Regions from separate parts of the Sus scrofa genome. Here all the other regions are linked to region 2. The links are chromatin contacts, called in public Hi-C and HiChIP or PLAC-seq maps. All regions are on one chromosome and are shown on one strand. Each heading gives the region's core, a stretch centred on a gene start, on an enhancer-like site or on the middle of the called end of the contact. The rest is flanking DNA. Distances are from core to core; before and after follow the strand shown.

What was found. Hi-C and Micro-C count contacts between places; a contact is called where the count stands out from the background. HiChIP or PLAC-seq counts read pairs in DNA pulled down with a chosen protein or histone mark.
Region 1: a Hi-C map of skeletal muscle shows a contact between it and region 2, with 10 times the contacts expected there. The contact joins the enhancer-like site here to the promoter of FAT4 in region 2. A contact is called at or near these places in 9 of 47 Hi-C or Micro-C datasets (embryonic fibroblasts, epiblast stem cells, liver and 5 more) and 1 of 2 datasets of contacts at active chromatin or transcription factors (skeletal muscle).
Region 3: an H3K27ac HiChIP or PLAC-seq map of skeletal muscle shows a contact between it and region 2, with 6 times the contacts expected there. The contact joins the enhancer-like site here to the promoter of FAT4 in region 2. A contact is called at or near these places in 5 of 47 Hi-C or Micro-C datasets (embryonic fibroblasts, fetal heart ventricle, retroperitoneal adipose tissue and 2 more) and 1 of 2 datasets of contacts at active chromatin or transcription factors (skeletal muscle).

The regions. Positions count from the first base shown.
Region 1 is chr8:98,464,434-98,467,283 of Sscrofa11.1, forward strand. No RefSeq gene overlaps it. Among named protein-coding and RNA genes, the nearest start is that of FAT4, 850 kb to the right of the region's middle. Within about 2 kb of position 1,463, at least 11 of the 83 cell types and tissues checked have an H3K27ac peak or open chromatin away from gene starts, as enhancers often do. A contact at or near this core is called in retroperitoneal adipose tissue and skeletal muscle, where this site is marked.
Region 2 is chr8:99,310,691-99,313,449 of Sscrofa11.1, forward strand. It overlaps FAT4 (protocadherin Fat 4), which reads right to left and starts at 1,441. Exons shown (of 22, transcript XM_021101611.1): 1 at 1-1,441. All of the region lies in intron 1 of LOC106504728 (a long non-coding RNA gene), which reads left to right.
Region 3 is chr8:98,620,681-98,623,454 of Sscrofa11.1, forward strand. No RefSeq gene overlaps it. Among named protein-coding and RNA genes, the nearest start is that of FAT4, 690 kb to the right of the region's middle. Within about 2 kb of position 1,296, at least 8 of the 83 cell types and tissues checked have an H3K27ac peak or open chromatin away from gene starts, as enhancers often do. A contact at or near this core is called in skeletal muscle, where this site is marked.

The DNA of each region.
Region 1 (2,850 bases), core at 213-2,712, 850 kb before region 2:
AAAACGGGTTAAAAGGCATAAATTCAATTTCAGTGTGGAGGCTATATACATTGCAAATAAACATAGGAAATGATGTTCAACTTTATTATCCATTTGGTAAATGCAAATTAAAGCCGCCATGAGATATTGGTACATGCCTACTGCAAAGACTAAAATAAAAGAGGGAGACAACAATACATGTTGGTGATATTGCAGAGGAACTGGATCAGACATACATTGCTGGTAGAATGTAAAATGGCATAGCCTATCCTGAAAATAGTTTATTTTATTAAACAAAACATGCAATGACCATATGATCCAGCAATTTTGCTCTTTGCCTTTACTCCAAGAATTGAAAACTTATGTTCACACAAAAACTTGGATGTGAATGTTCATAGTATCTTCCTCTGTAATAGCCAAAAAGTGAAAACAATCCAGATATTATACAAGAGGAGGACTGATGACCTCTCAACTGGGAGATTCTAAATTTTAAAATTTCCCTGAGACTAAAATGTACTTTTAGTTATAAAAGGTATAAAAATACATGAATGATGAAAATAACCTTTTTCAAGCAATTTAGGATTTGGAATCACTGAGCAATGTGATTTTTGTCTCATCATATAACTAATGAAAAGGAAGCCATGCTGCCCTTAATTGTCAGTATCCTCATTGACATCTGTACTTTAGAAATGGTGTTCACTTTGCTTTTAATATTATTTCAGTAAGGTAAACTTAACTTTGATTCCCCTGCTAGCAAAATCACAATGAGATTACAGCGTACATGAATGCCTGGAGTGTAAATACCTTTCTGACTATTTAGGGAACACCACAGTGAGCCAGTCTTGGTGGGAAAATGTTGTGCCTTTCTGAAATGGAAATTATTAGTTGTAATGTTCTGACCCCCCCAATTTGTCCCACCCAGGGTTCGCTCATATTAATTCATTTATCTGTTACATGGCATTTATTTATTGTTTACTGTAAACTAGGCACTCTTTTAGATTGAGGGATGTTATCAGTGAGAAAAACAAAGCCTTGCATCATGAAGGTTTGTCCCAACAGATGGAGGCAGACAATGTATAAAATAAATAAGTATATTATACAGTATATGCTGTGGAGAAAAATACAGCAAGGCAAGGGGATGGAAAATGTGATGAGAAAAAAAGTTTGCATTTTAAAAAGCTCTTGGGAGAAGAACTCACCTAGAAAGTGCCATTTGAAACAGAACTGAACTGCACTGAAGACAGGCTCTGCGAGTTTGCAGGAAGTGTTATATTTGACTTACCAAAAGCTGTGACAGGAAAGGAAGGCCTTTTTCATGTCTGCTAAGTATTGGAAACTGTCACTGAGCCAGCTAGGGCAGACCCATGAAAGCCAAGATCAGGAGTCCAAATGGAATGACCTTGAAGACAGTGAATGTCTGGCAGGCACAGACCCAAACCCAGGAGGTTAGAAAACACAGATATTGTAACTCCAGAGAGAGATGACGTGCACCAAGTCTAATGACTCCGTGGCAACAGGAAAGGAGCAAACAGGGCGGAAAATCCAAGTGCACAGTCTGAGGTCATCAGCAAGATTTCCAAATAGAGTGGGAAGAAATAGAAAACAAAGACCAAATAGACAGAGCAATTTAAGTGCCAGGGATTCAAACTAAGTTGAGACTGAGTGGCAGGAGGTCAAGCCCAAAGAAGTAGGCATATGTCAGTACACAGTTACAGACAGGAAGCAAGTTTCTATAAAGTCAGACAGGTCCACCAGAAAAGCACAATAGAGTTCTTAACAAAGAGCTGAGATAGTGATCAGCTGCTCTGCCCCTCATATTCAATATGGGTGTGTGTGTGTGTTGGGTGGATTAAAGAAGAGCAAATTAAAGCTCTCAACTCTGTAGAAGAACTATAGATTCTTGTTTTAGCAGGAAGATTGACTTGATACTGAGTCAAAATAGGAGTACATTCTACCTTTGATTTATTGTTGTTATGTCAATTTCTTATTTTTATGCCTGTTTGAAAAGTATTTTTATTCCACTCTCTAATCACAAAATATGTGAAATTTAAGACATACAGAAAGTAAAATATATGGCAGAAGATTTCCATACATTTTCTTTACTACTGTTGTATACAAACTCAGTATTCCACAGAAAGTATAATACAGAACCCAAGTCCCAAGAGATACAAAGAGATGTTATATAAAAATGAGTCTAGTAGCAAAATACATTTGGGAAATGTTGAGTTAAACAAGTAATTTTTCTGCTGGATTTTAACTTTAAGAACTATGAAATAATAAACAATGCATGTTAAAAATATATATTTTTATAATAAATTTCATTCAAAAATAGACTTCATGTTTAAAGCAGTTTTAGTTTCATAGCAAAATTAAGTGAAAATCAAATAGAGTCCCACATATTCCCTACTCCTACATATTAATAGTGTTCTGTACTATCAGGATCACACCCTGCAGTGCTACATTTATTACAATCAAGGAACCTATATTGACATATCATAATCAACCAAAGCCCATAGTTTATATTAAAGTTCATTCTACGTGTTTTACTTTCTATGGGTTTTGACAAATGTGTAATGACATGTATCCACCATTATGGTATCATATGGGTTAGTTTCACAGCCTTCCGATCTCTGTCCTCTGCTTATTCATACTTCCCTGTGCCTCCCAAAACCCCTTCCACCTCTAGAAATCACTGAATCTTCTACTGTCTTCAGTTTTGGCTTTTCCTGATGCTGTGTAGTAGGAATCATACAGAAATTAGCTTTTTCAGATTGCCTTCTTTTACTCAGCATTTAGGATTCCTCCATGTCTTTTTATGATATAATAGCTCATTTGTTTTTAGCACTGAATAATATTTTATTGTCTGGATGT
Region 2 (2,759 bases), core at 191-2,690:
ATCAAGGTAGCCATTTGGATGCTTAGTGCGAGAGAGATGCCTTGGGGGAAAGCGGCAGGCATTCCTCGGACACTCCTGTGCGTTGATGAGTTCCCAGAAAAGTTTCTCAAACCTTCTCTATTTTCCCCCTTCACTTTGTTTTCGAATCCGGGAGAGTCAGCGTTTTCGCCCAGGTGGATGTGAGTTGGGAGAGATTGAGGTTAATGAGGAATGAAGTTGCAAACAATTGTCCTCAGAAACTTTAGAACTTACCACAGCGAAGAAACTGAAGAGGGAAGGACAAACGTCCGTAGCGGTGTGTGGAAAGAACAATTGCTCACGGGGGAGGGGTCGATGAGGAGCCGGGAGATTCTCGAATTCCTTTCCCAAAATCTGGAGACGAGGGATTTCCTCGAATCCCCTCTCCTCAAGAACAAGGCTGCAACGCCCCTCCAACAGGGCTGCAGAAGTGGCCGCTGAGGCCCAGGCTTCGGGGTCTGAGCGCGGGCAGCTAGAAAACTGCCTTCCAAGCGCTCACAGCGGCGCTGGGGCTCCGGTATCCCGGAGCGCTCAGCTCTGTCCCTTCTCCTCCAGCCGGCGCCGCCGCCCCTGCTGCGGCTTCGAGCCCGTAGTCAGGCGCAGGCAAAATCCAGCGCTATTCGGCATTTTTAATTTTTTTTACCTCTGCCAGGACGCCTGCCGACCCATTATTTGTACATCCAAATCGAGCGCAGGTCCCTCTTTCTTCTCGGCCTCGCCAGGGTCGGACAGGAGCAGCGCTCTGTCCCCGAGTCCCCTCCCCTAACCATGCCAGGGGGATCCTTCTCCGGCGGCCCCAGTCAGAAGCCCTCTCTAGTGCGCCTCGCCCCTGACCTCGTGCCCTTTCCCTTTATTGTCCTGTGTCAGTTTCACTTTGTAATCCACAAGGCTTTTTGTTTGGGGCGGGGGTGGTGGTTGGTCCCCCTTTCTCCTTCACCCGTGGCTGTGTAGGCGGGGAAATCCGCTCTGGGCTGTGGCAGCGCCCGCAGCAGCTTCGGACGGCGGCTGTCAGCGCTCTCCCTCTTGCCTGCCCCGGCTGAAGCTAGTACCGCTGTGGAGCTGGAGCTCCTTGAGCCCCTCTCAACCTCCGGCTGGTCCCCCACACTCTCCCCGCCCCTTCCCCGCCGCACGCGCGCGCGCAGACACACACACGCACACACACACACACACACAGCGCGTCGCCGAAACACAAACAGAGGGGGAGGGAAGACCGCGAGCTAGAGCAAGACACAGAAACTTTGCTCGCCACTCATTGATCCCCGCACTTTAGTTCGCCGGACTCCCCCTAACTCCGGGTGCTGTCACCTACTGCCCCTCCCTCGCCCCATCCCCATTGGGCCGGAGCTAAAGCAGCCCCGCCTGGCACTCCTACCGCCAGCGCTCTCGGACTTTTTCGGCCTCCGACTGGCTTCTCCGGATGCTAATCACTCCAGCCTCCTGGAGGACTGTAGGCTGTCGGGTGTGGGAGATCTGCGAGTAGGAGGCGCTGGGAAGGGGGGTGATTTTTTCTTTTTCTTTTTTTTTTTTTTTTTTTTTTTTTTTTTTTTTTTTGGTCAAATCTTGGCCGGCGTTACAGCAATAACAGCAAAAGGCTGCCGCAGAATAGATGGGGGTGGGGTCAGGTTTGCAGATAAATAACTTTAGTGGCGGGGTCTGGGAGAAGACCGTTAGATTGTTATGCTAGTAATAACTCAGGGGTAAGGGGGTCGAGAGAAATAAAAGAAAGGCGGGGGGTGAGGGTCTGTTAGAGCGGGAGGAAGGATTAAGCAAAGCCTGTCTGGGAATGCAAAGCGCAGATTTGCTTTAACCGTTTCCTGCCCCTTCTCTTGCGATGGGAGAGGAGGGAGCTGCTCTACAATACAACCCGACAGAATCCAAACCAAATCTTCCTCATGCCTCCTCTGTCTACAGAGCGAGCTAACTGCAGCCCAGGTTGAGATCAACCCTGAACCTGTCCCCATTTGTCCCTCCCCCACTGTCAGGTGACTAGGACACCAAGGCCTAGGTACTGACTGCACTTTGGATTTCCTGTAGGAAAAGCCAAGGGAACTCTGTTTGTTTTGTTTCCCTTCCCAAATGGATCCCAGGTGCCAGTAGCCAAACCTTAGAGTTTCAACAATAACAATGGTAGCCCATTGGAAAGATGGAGATCTTTTCCTATTGCAAAGTTTGGAATTTTGATCTCTGTTGGAGTATTTCCTCCCAGACATTTTATAACCAATGGAATCCTGATGAAGTTTTGTTTCTTTTTGTTTTGTTTTTTTTGTTTGTTTTTTGTTTTTGTCTTGAGAAAGGGTATATATGAGAAAAATAGAAATGAATAGAGTGAAATATTAAAAATAGCCACTTGCCATGCAAGGCACTCAGATTAATTTCCCTGATATTTACTGAAGCTAATCTTTGTGGTACAATTCGGCTCTTCAAAGAAAGAAAAAAGTGACTAGAAATCAGGTATTATTTATCCTTTAAGGGAAACCATTTAGAAAATAAGAATTTAAGGCAAGTAATGTAAATATAGGGCGTGTGTTTTACTTTTCGCCACAATGACCCCTCCAAGTTTAAAACTTTTCTGATACCAGAGATGATTCAGCGATGAGTAAATACTGCCCTCTGCTGTTTTCCATCAATCTTACAGCTTTTTAGTTGTCCACTTTCTTGCTTAAAATTAAATGCAGAGACTAGAAGGATCTGGTTACAAGGATAATTCCTCCTTCTTGCCCAGGGATAGTAGCAAAGGTAGA
Region 3 (2,774 bases), core at 46-2,545, 690 kb before region 2:
GCAGAAATCTTGTTTTAATTTCAAAATACTCTCTAGGTTGAATATATTAAAGGTAGACAAATAAAAGAAGCCGAAGTTTAAATTTTAAATAGCAAAGTACATAAGTCTCGGTATAAGTGTATATGTGGAGTATTAATTGCTAGCAAAATGCTATATATGAGTAACATATTACTGAGTTTTTACTTTTTGTGTTATCTTTTATGTTTACATTTGTAGTGTTACAGTTGAAGTCCTGGAGATATTTGCCTTTAATTTCCTGTTTAGATTTCCACTTTCACCTCAAATTATTTACTAGACATTAATCTTCAAGGGGAAAACATTCCTCATGTTTTAAAGATTTCTTTGGCATAGTGTTTGGATTTTTAACTACCCAAACTGTTTTTTGGCTACATTAATGATCTATTTTATCCAAAAGTAATATTCAAAATATCAAACAACTAGTCTGTCCTGAAAACATATCACTCATCCAATCAGGAAAGAAACTGTTTCTGCAACCACTATGGCCTTTCTGTGTGAATGTGCTCAAAAGCAGGCCTGATTCTAAACCCATGAGATAATATGAGGTTAGAATAATAGAATAAATGATAATAATAGAATAAAGAGAGATAGACAGTGACATTACATATGGAAGAAGGCCGAAAGTAATGATCTCATCTTTTACTTTTTTAAATATAATTTTTGCAAATAAAATATTAAGAAATGAAACATCAATTTTGCAGCTAACAGATACACTATATTCTGTTGCAATTTCTATTTTTAAGCTTTTTTTTTTTTTTCTTTTTTAAGGGCCGCACCAGCAGCAAATGGAGGTTCCCAGGCTAGGGGTCTAATCAGAGCTACAGTTGCAGTCTGCACCTCAGCCACAGCAACACCAGATCTGAGCCACGTCTGCGACCTACACCACAACTCCAGGCAATGCCAGATCCTTAATCCATTGAGTGAGGCCAGGATAGAATCCGCAACCTTATGGTTTCTAGTTGGATTCATTTCTGCTACGCCATGATGGGAACTCCACAATTTCTATTTTTGATATATATTAATTTATTTACCTTTGGCTAGTGGAACACTATCATAAAAATAGTCATCTTTTAGAATGCAGTTAAAAGTACATTTAAAGCTCGATTAAAAGTCTTCCAACATTAATTAAGCAGTAATAACAGGCAACCTGCAGACACAAGAGCTGTTAATGCCGTCATGAAAACAAACTTCCAACAACTATCCACTAGAGAGCATGAGCCGGATCGCAGATTGTTTATTGTCAAAGACTTGACTGGCTAATAAACGCTGGCAATAGCTTGAGTGCACTGGAATGCTGTGCAGCTGCTGCATTAGTCAGACTTTCCCTTTTCTGAATGCTCTAATCCCTTCAATATTGCATTAAATATGTTTTCAATATTTATCTGGATAAAAATGTGCTGAATGTTGCAACAGTTTAACTCTGACGTTTGTCACACAGGAAATCTGGAAATGGCAGAAGGTAACTGCATCTTTATTGTTAAAAACCTAATGCAATTCGTTTCTCTCACACTATATGAGAGCAGTCAGTAAGACTTTGTGATCATGCTGAGGCAGGCAAATGCCAGCAGTGTCACAGCCAAACATGAAGACTTAGTGTTTGGCTGAACTGACTTTACTGACCCCTTGCCATCCACGAAAATCTGGATGTTCGAGCAGCCCCCATGACTGAACGTCATACAGCAGAATATAATAAATGGCTTTGGGCCTTGTTATATTTTATGCAGTCCAAATCCTTGACAAGCCAGAAGTAGAAATCATTTATTACCATGGCAGATAATTTTATTAGGTTTCCTATATGATTATCCAAACTATTGTTAGCTAATCTATTGGATGGTATATAAGGAAAGTCACTGTACTTGGAATTAAGATGTTTGAATTGTATCCCACCTTTGGCACTAAATTGTAATAAACCCTTGTGTCCCTCACACTCTTTCTCAGACTCAGTTTCATCTACAAAATGACCAGAGTGGGTGTGGTAGCTCGTATCTCTAAAATAACTCATTTCTAGGGCTATTTTTATTTAAAACACCCACATAGCCATAAAAATATTTAAATAACCAATAAAATCATATAATTATAAGTAATAATAACAATGCCACTATTAAAATGTAATATTTACATTTTGAAGCTAAATATTGAAATTATAAGACCACTTTGGAGAATGTATGACTTGAATCAGAGAAACTCATACTACACATTTTGCTAGGGTTGAATTTTCTTGCTGATGTGGCAGGATCCTCAGTTTCAGAAAAAAAAAAATCTAGGAGCTCCAACTGTGGTGCAGTGGGATTGGCAGCATCTCTGAAGCGCCAGGATGCGGGTTCCATTTCTGGCCCAGCACAGTGGGTTAAAGCATCGGTGTTGCTGTAGCTGTGACGTAGGTAGCAACTGTGGCTGGGATCTGATCGCTGGCCCCAGAACTCTGTATGCCCCAGGCTGGCCAAAAAAGAAAAAACAAAAAACAAAAATCTAAGCTTCTTCATTTGAATGTATAGAATTTTCAGTTGTCCAGAAGCATGAAACTGATATTAAGTAAAAATCTAGGAAGTAATCCAAATCTCTGAACTTTCAATAATATCACTTAATTTATTTCATTTAATATAGATAATTAAAATTCCTTGAGGGCAACAGAGGATGTAAATAAATATGTAAATGTTATTATTGGTCTGTCTTTTTACCTGTCATTTGGACTACCCTGTAAAATTTCTTCACATTGACCATGAAAGATGACCAAATCTGCCATGTTTCAAAGCAGT